Regions from separate parts of the Gossypium hirsutum genome. Here region 2 is linked to region 1. The links are chromatin contacts, called in public Hi-C maps. All regions are on one chromosome and are shown on one strand. The core of a region is the stretch at or near the end of the contact, and the rest is flanking DNA. Distances in the headings are between cores, read along the strand shown.

The links. Hi-C and Micro-C count contacts between places; a contact is called where the count stands out from the background.
Region 2: a Hi-C map of fibers shows a contact between it and region 1, with 2.7 times the contacts expected there. The contact joins two enhancer-like sites. A contact is called at or near these places in 14 of 34 Hi-C or Micro-C datasets (callus, fibers, hypocotyl and 3 more).

The regions. Positions count from the first base shown.
Region 1 is chrD09:28,150,810-28,153,530 of Gossypium_hirsutum_v2.1, reverse strand. No RefSeq gene overlaps it. Among protein-coding and RNA genes, the nearest start is that of LOC121221170, 26 kb to the left of the region's middle. Within about 2 kb of position 1,315, at least 6 of the 9 cell types and tissues checked have an H3K27ac peak or open chromatin away from gene starts, as enhancers often do. A contact at or near this core is called in fibers, where this site is marked.
Region 2 is chrD09:28,310,040-28,312,760 of Gossypium_hirsutum_v2.1, reverse strand. No RefSeq gene overlaps it. Among protein-coding and RNA genes, the nearest start is that of LOC107892672, 11 kb to the left of the region's middle. Within about 2 kb of position 1,405, at least 4 of the 9 cell types and tissues checked have an H3K27ac peak or open chromatin away from gene starts, as enhancers often do. A contact at or near this core is called in fibers, where this site is marked.

The DNA.
Region 1 (2,721 bases), core at 66-2,565:
TACCAATTTATAAAACTGTTAAAATTTTCAAAAGATTTCATGGTTAATTTCTTAAATTTATTGATGTTAAGTTGTTAAATTTTAAGCTTAGAATGAAAAAAAAGCTAGTTTGTTAAGTGGAAGTTTTTAATTTTGAGTATAGGGACTAAAGTGTGTAAACTTCAAAATTGATGATAAATTTCTGTAATTATAGATAATAGATGGCAGTGCAAGGATGAAATTGAGATTGGTTTCGAAATCGAAGCTCAAATTGGAAAGTTATGGCAATTTCAGTTTTAGGGATTAAATTGAATAAAATGTAAAACTTTAGGGAGCTTCCAAAAATTGAAATTTAATTGATACATGTATATAGTAGACTGCCATAAAATGTTTGGATTTGATACTTCGAATTAAATAAATGTATAGATCGGGATTTGGACCAACTCTTAGATAATCGTGGAAAAGGCAAATTAGTGGATTAGTGTCCTTGACGTCTTGTTAATTTCTGATATTTTCTGGTAAGTTCGTCTGGTACAATCATATTTAAATTATTTTCAAAAATTATAATTAAGAATTTGAAAAGTGGCAAATAAAAATATTGAATTGGGGTAAGAAATTAAATACTAAGCACACCAAGGATGCAAACAAAATAAAATAACACAGTATAAAAGATAATGGTAGAAGAAAACTATAACACAAGATTTAACAAATATGACATGAATATGCTAGAACAATTAATTCTCTTTAACTAGTGATCATTGACACTTATGTTAGAGAATGTTACGATAAATTGTGGCAATTTCCAAGTCCTATTTATGTCTGTTAGTTAACTCACATATGTTTATGCCAAACTAACAATAAAATCACCCTCTCAGGCAATACATATAGTTTTTGCATACAACAACCATTTTTCGATATCAACATGATATGTACCATTTAAGTCTATGTCTATTAACTATTACCTCTTCTCAGATTAAATAATTAATTCATTTCCTTACTAATGTTGGCCATGCATTTTTAAGCATTAACAATAATTCAACTTGAATGAATGAATAATCGCTTGAACAAAACATCCCTAACATAAAGTTAAGAATACATACTTAAAGATTCATAATCATTCTAGTAGAAACGAAATTAAGTCCTAATCATTGAATGAAAACAGAAAGATGAGTTGCAATCATGTTTGTCAACAATAAAAGCAAAATAAAGATAAAAGAAAGGGAAGAAGAAATGTCGAGGGGGGTTATCCTTGGATAATGCAGAATAAGAAGAGATAACAATCAAATGCAGGGAATTTTCTACAATCGCTTCTTGCTTGCTTCTCACGATCACTCTCCTCCTCTTTTGGGCGTCAATCTCTCCTTTATGCACTCAAGTTTCTGCTTTTCCAATTGTTCTAAAAAATATTGGGATTTCTTGAATTGAAGAACTCTCTCTCGAATTTTCTCTTAATTCTGGTGTGTTTGCCTAATCTGGTGTCCCCCAAATGAATAAATGAATACCCCTATTTATACTTGTTCAAGCCCCAACATCTCTTTCTATTTTTAGCAAGGGAATCCCTTCATTTTCTCCCTTGAGTGGCGGACCCTTGAATTGTGGAGGAGGAAGTGGAGAAGTTTGCTATTTTTGGGAGGAGGTGGTTGCTTGAATCTCTTATTGTTGATGTCATCCCTTGATTACAGGAATTTGGTTGGGGGAAGACAAGAACATGTCTTACTTAGTAGTTGATTTAGGCATTTTCTTTCCTTAATGGGCTTGTCCAGAGATGTAAAATTTCACGCCCAACATGTGAATTTCCACTGAGTCCATTTATTTCTTCAAAAAGATACAAAAAATATGTTTAGTATAAAATTAATTAAAATAGCACATTGTCATGGTCCTTATTAAATATAACAAAATTATAAATAAAAACTATAAGAGGTGTTATCAACTACCAAGAATTTGCATAATTTATCTACAAAAGATTGCTGAAAATACCAACATATTTTAGAGTTGTCACACCCCAATATTAAATCATTGTTCATCCCGAGTGATGGAAAAATTCTTAAAAACACATCTTATGAAGTAGAATCGATTAACCCACGTAGACATATATGAACGAAATCAAGCCCTCAAATTGATACTGCGGATGTGTAACTTGTGTACAGTTATTATCCAAATTTCCTCAACTATTTAAATGTTAAAAAAATCATTATTTGAATGTTCTTTTTATGAAGATGATTTTGATTTTCCTCCAATTAATTTTTTTACTTCCTTAAATTAAGCTAGGTATCATTCATCAGGTTTAATATATGTTTTCATATGTTGAATTCAATAATTCCTCTCCACTAATGTAGTTAACTTAGCGATTTAAATCAGTAGGTCTTTATAGGGTTGTAACAGAGCAAGGTTCAAGATATGGATTGAAATTGATATTTTTAGGCTCAACAACCTCAAACTTAGCTTGCCTCAAACCTAAAATTATTGACATAATTAATGTCCGGATGGAATGTTGTCCCAGAAGCTTTCAACTGATATGCTCATAACTCTTTTTTTCTCTTTTTTTTTCCCTAAAATAACATAATTGCTCGGAGATATAACCTTTTGAGCATGTTCCCCTCTCTGAATCCCCCCAAACTAATTCTCAAAACATATCCAAGACAAGCAAGGTTAAGATTTGGTAGTACAAAAGGTCGAGAAAATTCTTTTAGAGGAAGCTACTTAATTCATGGGTCGAAATAAAAATATGGGCCATATAGCTCA
Region 2 (2,721 bases), core at 156-2,655, 160 kb before region 1:
AAAATAAAAACTGGAGTGAATGAATGATTAAGAAAGCATCGGCTATCTGATCCAACCATGTGGTCTTCATGTGATGTCCTCTGCCTTTGTTTTTTTATAAATAGCAAAATGTCCAATTGGCTATCACCTAACCCTTTCCCCCCTCTCCTTTCCCCTTTTCAACCACTCACCATTTCTCTTATGTCATCATCTTTCCTTCTTTTACTCTCTTTCCATTTTGTTTTCCTTTTTCTTTTTTTCCTTTGGTCAAACTTTATTTCTTTTTATTTGGACAACCAAGTTGAGCTAAGTTGGACTTCTTAGCTAAGGACAAACTTCACTCTCCCTCGACACTTTACTCAATGGACACTAAATCCTTCCAACTCAACCCAACAGAGTTAAATTCAACTGAATTTAGAGTTTAATTCAATTGATTCATGAAGCCAAGATATATTTATCAACTTTGAGATTTGAATCTCAGCATGTGTAACTTTTTCCCTATCCTCAGCTTGAAATCTCCTTTGTAGTAGGAAAGAATCATATCATATTTGATGGTTCAAAATTTTATGCTTAGAGAAAGAAATAAAGAATGCAGATAATGTAACGATCCCATTGATTCGACAAAATTAAAAACAACAAAGGTAGTAAAACTAGTTATTATAATTATGACATTAGATATTGTAGTGATTGAGATTAAAATTAACAGTGGATCTAAATTTAGGTTCAAAAGAAATGAAAATGATCAAGGTGATGGTAGAATAGGTAAAAGCATCATGGAGGTCCCTGTATTAAAAATTATATTACATTTTATCCCTTTTTAAAAAATGGGCAAATTAGTCCCTGTACATTAGATCAAAGAGTAAACTAATCCTTTCTATTAAAAGTTTTATTCATTTCTATTGTTAAAAGTTGACATAGCTGACACCACATGTGCCTCATTCTGATATACATGAATCAATTTAACAAAAGAAATGGATGAAATTTTTAATAGAAAGGCTAGTTTGTTCTTTGATTTAATGTTACAGGGACTAATTTGCACTTTTTTTTTGTAGATGAGACAAAACGTAATCTGACTCTTAGAACAAGGGCCTCTAAGAATATGATAATTGAAGATATTAGATTAAATTGTTGAAATATATAAAATGAATAATTATTATATAAATAAGGTTTGGCAGACAAAATTATTGTGTTTGTTAACAGATTTCTTTTATTCCCCCTCCTTTTTCACCATGGAATGCCAAAGAATCGTATGAAAAGACGCAGCAAAATCAGGGTAAAGTTGAGTTCAATAGTTGAGCAAGATTGTGTTTTAATTAAGGGAGAGAGAGAAACCCATTTTTCTTGTGTTTTTTGTTTGGTCACAATTCAATGCCCCTTTTTGCATATAAAAAGTGAAATCTGCCATGTTCAAACTTCAAATGGAAGAGAAGGAAACTAGAAAAACCATCAAAGCAAGAGAGGGTTTTAGGCTTTTGAGGGGAAAAAAATCAATAATTTGCGTAAAAAAGAAGGGTTCAAACTTCAAACTTCAAACATTAAAAATTAAAATTAAAAAAAAGGGGCTACAAAGAAACGTGATTTATCATTTCCATCATTGCATATAGGCCTAGTTTTCGTGTACCTTATATTCTCCATACCATGCTACCTTAGAATTTCTAACTTTTGTGCATCATATAATAATAAACTTTAATTATATATATTAGTTCAATTGGTACCGTTACTGTTAGGTTAACTTGAAAGCCATGAAATTAAATGTTTTTACACACACTCTAAAAGATAATATTGGCGTTCGTATATTTTTATTAGGGTGAGTATTTGATAAGTGGGCAGTTGTATATCTCTTTTTTATTTTAAATATTTTTTTAGTATTTTACTATATCCTTATAGGATATTTATCAACCCCTTGGTCCTATTTGTGGAGTTTAAAAACTTTACTGATAGTGTACCAAATATTTTCCTTCTGTCATTTATTGTATGCATCACTTGTTTTACTTCCAATACGATTTTTTTTAATAATTGAGGGTAGGAGACGGGTTGTTTGGGATCAAACCTAAACTCTCATGCTTTATAATTTAATTTTCTTGTTACTAAGTCAAAAGGCTATTGAGTACTTCCGATACAAGTTTTAAAGATAAAGACAAATAAAACAAAATGAAATGAAAATAACATATAACACAATATTCTATAAAAATTAAATACTATAAAAATTAAATAAATATTTTTTTTGCCAACATTGTTATGGTGATTGTGGTTACAAGTTTTAAGTTGTGTTTAGTAATGCTTTTTAGAAGCACTTTTGATATTAAAAGCATTTTTGGAGCACTTTTTAAATTTATTTTTTTTGACTTTTCTAAAACATTTTTTCAAGTTAAAATTTTTAGTTTTTTCTCTTCCAAAAGCACTTTGATAATTTAATTACGTTTTCATCCCTCTAACATATGGTACTTTCCCTTCTCTAGTTAATTGCTTAAAAAGTATTTAAAATTTATTTTTTTATATATTAAAATATTAAAAACAAATTATAATAAATTATTTTCTATATTCTTGTTAAAATATCATAATATTAACTAATTTAAACATTATTTAAATGCTTATTTGTTACTTTATAACACTATGTTTAAAATGAATATTTTATTTCTCAAAAGTACTTTTTGACAATAATATTATTGTTGTGGTTGAAAAGTGTTTTTAAAAAGTATAGTGAAAATGGGTGTCTTATAATTTCAAATGTTTAAAATTGTT